Linked DNA regions of Sus scrofa: region 1 is linked to region 2. Evidence: chromatin contacts called from public Hi-C data. All regions are on one chromosome and are shown on one strand. Each heading gives the region's core, a stretch centred on a gene start, on an enhancer-like site or on the middle of the called end of the contact. The rest is flanking DNA. Distances are from core to core; before and after follow the strand shown.

Region 1 (3,018 bases), core at 103-2,602, 74 kb after region 2:
TAGAGTTCCCTGGTGGCTCAGCAGATTAAAGATCTGGCATTGTCACTGCTGTGGCACAGGTTCGATCCTTGGCCCAGGGACTCTGCATGCTGTGGGTGCATCCAAAAAGAAAGAAGAAGAAGGGAATCAAAGAATTGGAAACATTGCTATTGTCTATACCAGTATTTATAAGCAGCATTATCACAAGAGCCAAAAAGTGGAAACAACCCAAATGCCCAACAACATATGAATGGATAAACAAAATGTGAATACATACAATGGAACATTATTCAGCCATTAAAAAGTATAAAAATGTTCATATATGTTGCCACACTGATGGACTGTGAAAGCATTATGCTAAGTGAAACAATCCAAACATAGGACAAATATATAATTCTAAATATATGAGAAACAGAGAATAGGTAAATTCATAGAAACAAAAAGTAGCATATAAGTTATGGGAGCTGGTGGTGGAGGTGCAGGGAACTGAGAGTTACTGTTTCAGAGGTTGGGGATGACCAAAAGTTTTGGAAATAGACAACAACAATGGTTTTGCAACATTGTGAAAGTATTTCTTATCACTAAATTATCCTCTTACAAATGGTTAAAATGATAAATATTGTTGTATACATTTTACCACCATTTTAAAAATATTCATTGGAAGGGGCTCATATTATTTGAATCTGGAGCTTTGTGTTAATTATTCCAACTAAGTTGTAACATGGCGCTGTCTGGAGACCCAGGACACTAGAGCTGAGCATATTTGGGGACAGAAAAATAAATGGAAGAAGGGGTTTAAATTCTCAGCCTGGTGAAGAGTGAGATCTTACAGATGGTCATGGCAAATATCAGAAACTTCTCAGAGTCACGTCTGAGCCTTTTATTCTGCTGGTTTCAACTACCTACAAACAAGCAGGGGCAGAATGCACTGGGTGTCAGCTTAAAACAAGCTTGCCAGGGGTCCGCTGCTCTTCTCCCTAAATTCCAGTGCACCCAGGGGTGAACTAGGTATGGCCAGTTGAATGGTTCAATAGAAAACAAAAAGTGAAGAAATTCAAGACGAGGAGGAAGTCCTGTCCCTTGCACCTCGTTCTTTTCCCCCAAAAAAGAAACCCTGATCTGATCTAGTCAGTTCCCGGGTCATACACAGGATAAGCCACCAAAGCAGGGCTTGGATAATCAAATGTCAGGCAGGAGCAGGTTATCTCCCAGCAAACACTGGCAGGGAAACGGGCGCTCCGCCGCCAGCCCTGGACTCGCTCTGTCTACTTCTTGCACAAGCTCCATTACTGGAAGTCAGCTGCTGGCACAATTTCAGCCCCCGGGGAGCCACCCACTCGCTTTCCCAGAGCACCCTTCCCCCTTCTAGGGCAGAAGTCAGCCAACACGTTCCACTAAAGCAATACACAGAATCAAATAGGCTTTCAGCTCAGTTGGTAAACAACCGCTGCCTGGAGCCCTTTCAAATGCCTCCCTCCACCCCTGCTGCCCTCGCCAGCCGTCTATTCCCTAAGTCCCTCCCCCACAAGCCCCCCCCCCCCCCAATCAGCGACCTGAGGTCCGGGGGTCCTCCAGAAACCTGCTGCAGCCTTAGCCGACGTCAGTTTTCAGCAGGAGCACACAGAACAGAATGAAAGGAAAGCCTCTACTACCCGAGACATTTCCATTTTTCACTCTAATTTTAGCAAATGAAACTTTACTTAAATTTGCATTTTACCGTCTTTTCTCAATACACCGTGTCGCTCTTTCCAGAACCTCCAGAGGGTCTACAGTGCCCTCTGGTGGCTGAATGTTGCTATTGCACATTCCTCTTCAGAAATACCTTTTCCTCTCCTAATTCATCTTACTGTCTGTTCTGGAAGCGAAGAACTCATTTCTTAACCATCTAACCACATAGCTCAAAATCAAGATTAGAGGTGGCATTCTTCCCTTCTAGGTAAGAGCGAGTGAAATAAATGTAAGGAATTAGTGCATGAGATAGTTTTCCTGTTTGAAGCAGTTGATGTGCCTGTAAGTGTATTTATGACCTAGACGAAGAAGTTTTAGTTCAAATTATGAGGATGCCCTGTGTCTTTGATTCTTTTCCACTCGCTTTCTGAGCTATCTTCCTAGGTCCCTGAGACCTTCTTTGGGCCTAAGAGACCTTAAGAACCGGGCATCTCTGCCTTCTGGATTTCCCTTTAGGCTGGGAATGCTCTGAACCAAGCTCCCCTTGGTTGACTCATGGGGTGAACTGGGGGGGCTGGGGGTGTGAAGACGAAGAGGAATGAGATGGAACTCCTTTGACCACCTCCACCTGCATCTGAGGCCACCTCAGAACCTGTTGACTTCCACTGGCTTACCCTGCAGATTTTCTACTCCGTGAATGCTTCCTGCAAGTGGAGTCTCAGTGGTGGCTTGAACAAAGAAGAAAAATCTGGGGATTAAGGTAAACCGAACCACAGCTGATGGTTGTCTTTTAAGAGGAGACATGAAATGGATTATTGTAACTGGATACCACCTTGCGGGGGGAGTGTTGGGGGTTCTTCATCCTTGCAGCCTTGTGTTATCTAGCACGAGCTAATGCACAGCATATGACCATTGCTCTGGAGGAGATGTGTGGTGGAGAAGAGGCCTCACACCAAAGGGGACATAAGGAGGGGCCTCCTTAACTAATGGGAACGCTCTGTGCAATGTGCAGTTGGCACAACCAAACTCTCTGTGCGTTCCTGAGGAGCCCCACCCAGAAAACAGAGTGGGTCTTCTCAAACCAGCAGCCATAACTAAGATGATGTCACGGCTCCCGTCCCAGAAAATCGTATCTACATAGAGCATCTGCCAGGAGCCAGCAAGCATCAGCAGCAGGTGCAACATGCCTGCAGTTAAGAGTTTCCTGGCCTTGTGAACAGGAAATCAGCCTCCATAAGCAAAAGAACTTCATGTCACAAATCCTGAAAGTTAAAATCCCAAGTAACAAAAAAATCCTTGGTATATTTCTCCCCAGGACAAATATTACGAACACTCTATAAATCCTCTGTGTTTTGCTGGACAAAGACTATG
Region 2 (2,700 bases), core at 188-2,687:
CCCTTGAACAATGCAGGGGTTAAAATCACCAAGGTCCAGTGCAGTTGAAAATCCTCTTATTACTTACAAGTCACCCTTCCATATCTGCAGTTCTGCATCCATGGATTCAATCAACCATGGGTCATTTAGTGCTGAAGTAGTCACTATTGAAAAAAAAAAATCTGAGTTTAAGGTGAATCTGAGCAGTTCACACTCATATTGTTCAAGGGTCAGCTGTATTCCTATGTTGAAATGTCATATCATCATCTGATCACAAACTTGAGTCATGTCCATTAGATAACTTATCCAGCTGGCTAGTATAAGCAGAAATAGAGACTTCAGATAGGTATTCTGAAATCTAAATATTGTTGTAGATAGAATTTTTCAGCAAACCATGGCATTTACACAATTTTTCACAGGACCTTTTTGAACATATTATTGTGTCTTCTATAGAAACCATAAGAGGCAGGCAGGACGGACATTGTAACTTTGGTTTCTAGATGAGAAAACATAAACTCATAAATGTTTAAAGTCTTCTATAAAGTCTCTAGAGACAAAAAGAAAGACAAAATTAGCATCCTGGATTCTGCATGATTTCCTTGGTAAAATTGGAGCTCAAAATGATTATCAAAACATTGTGTTTCCTCAATCCTGTGGGTATCATGAGTTGTCATAAATTCTGTAGTTCTTTAGTGCACAAATAGATGATTTTTTTCCCTTTCTACTTACTAGACCCAGAGGATATTAGAAACATGTCCATTTAAGGAAACACACTAGGCGCAAATGAAAATGATTGTTCCTAAGAATAAATGAAAAGCTTACCTGCGCATAACACTACAAAAGAGCAATATTTTATGTAATGCATTCAGTGTCATTGCTCACTATGTTTATCAAAGTAAAATGTAAATTTGCTTCAGTTTTTAGAGAGCACACCTTCTATTTTTGTCTTAGTACTAGTAGGCAAACTGCTCTGGAAGATAGTCCCAAAACATATGGATTAGTCACCTGAGAAGATCGTTTTCCGGGCTTGCAAACAGTTCAAGGTACCAAGCTGGTGGGGGGAGAAAAGGCTCCTAGTCTTCAACTCTAGGTTTCCAAAGTCTCCCCCCAGGAGGTACAGCAGATGAAGGAAGTATGAAAAGACAGTAGAAGGAGTAGGAAGTGGAAGAAATAGAAGGGATGGGTAAGGTTCAATCAGAGCAAGTTGCCCCTTACATTTGTCTCTGCTCTGGGAACAGGGAATGGAGTATCACCAACCTACAAAGCAGGTGACTTAGAAAGGCAGCCAGGGTGGGCTGGATTCAGTTTTCCAGATTTTCTTATAAAATTTCCTGATGAATGGGTTCCTTGGTCACATACACAGGTCCCTCAAGAATCCTCTTCTTTAATGCAGTTACTAATAACCCTGACTCTTTAGATTCAAGTGAGAGAGGGGAGGTCCAAGGAGCTATCTGCTCATGGGCCCAGATGGCTTATGTGAGCAGATAAGGATTGCAGCCCAGCGTGACAGATATCCACAGTATAAATTCAGAGCTTTGTTTGCCTGATGAATCTTATTCTGAGCATCCCTCGGATGCCTTGGTTCTGTTACTTCTAGGATGTCATTTTCCACATGTAACTTCTCTCTCTGGCCCTGTTAGGAAACAAAAGGGGCAAGAAGACATTATATATAAACTGTTGTTTAATTAGATGAACCCCATCAATTGATGTACTTAAAATGTAGCAAAAATGTGCTAGTAAAATGACACTTTTTTTTTTCTTTTTAGGGCCATACCTACAGCATATGGAGGTTTCCAGGCTAGGGGTGGAATTGAAGCTGCAGCTGCTGGCCTACACCACAGCCACAGCAATGTGGGATCTGAGCCATATATGTCACCTACACCACAGCTCAGACTTAACCCATCTCATAGATGAGAGCACTACCACATAAATATTTAAGGCCATTTTATATATCACATGTGGAAAGTTACTGGAAGAGGAAGAACTAACAGTCTGGGCTCTTAGCAAATGATCGTCATTGCATCTTTATAGTCTAAATCCTGTCTGCAATATGAGCAGTCAGAAGATCTACAGCTCTTTTAGTCATGGATTAACGGTTGTATTTTCCTTTACTTCCTAGATCTTCCAAATACTGAAAACAAAGCTTTTTATGGACCAAGCAACAGGAAAAGACGTAAGAACAATGAAACTCTTGATGTTTCATATATCTTTCTTTGCTACGAAACCTTCATTGGTCTTTTTTGGTTATAGCCTTTAAAACAAAAGAATAATTTCTTGGTGTTTCAGAAGATTTGCATGATTCATTTTGAATTAGGGGGCTGGCCTAATTGTTGCAATACATTGTCCTCAAAAGTTCAATGTCACAGTGTAATATTCTGTCACATAAGAGGATAAAGTAGCTCCCAGGGTGGAGGGGTGCTTATCGGGGGCCCAGCTGAGGGAGGCTCTGACATCTTGAAAAAGTTGCTTCCATGGTCCCCCTGGATAAGAAACAGAGTGGAGGCAGAAGTATGTGCAGATTAGAGGAAGGGGTAAGAAATGGTGACCAAAGGGAGTGCCTTCCATGGCAAAGTGGTGTCCAGTCCCAACCCTGGGTGTGGTTCCCAGAGCAACGTTGACCAACAGGTTAGATAGAGCCATTAGGGTTGCCTGGTGGCAGAAGGATTCCTACCCTCCCTACATGAGCTTCCCTTTTCCAGGTTTCCTTTTAAAGAATTCCAT

The links. Hi-C and Micro-C count contacts between places; a contact is called where the count stands out from the background.
Region 1: a contact with region 2 is called in a Hi-C map of fetal liver, with 2.8 times the contacts expected there. The contact joins two enhancer-like sites. A contact is called at or near these places in 2 of 47 Hi-C or Micro-C datasets (epiblast stem cells and fetal liver) and 1 of 2 datasets of contacts at active chromatin or transcription factors (alveolar macrophages).

What each region holds. Positions count from the first base shown.
Region 1 is chr15:131,410,484-131,413,501 of Sscrofa11.1, forward strand. No RefSeq gene overlaps it. Among named protein-coding and RNA genes, the nearest start is that of CAB39, 81 kb to the right of the region's middle. Within about 2 kb of position 1,353, at least 54 of the 83 cell types and tissues checked have an H3K27ac peak or open chromatin away from gene starts, as enhancers often do. A contact at or near this core is called in fetal liver, where this site is marked.
Region 2 is chr15:131,336,239-131,338,938 of Sscrofa11.1, forward strand. LOC100517129 (nuclear body protein SP140-like protein) reads left to right here. Exons shown (of 20, transcript XM_021075666.1): 8 at 2,099-2,152. Among named protein-coding and RNA genes, the nearest start is that of SP110, 110 kb to the left of the region's middle. Within about 2 kb of position 1,438, at least 1 of the 83 cell types and tissues checked has an H3K27ac peak or open chromatin away from gene starts, as enhancers often do. A contact at or near this core is called in fetal liver, where this site is marked.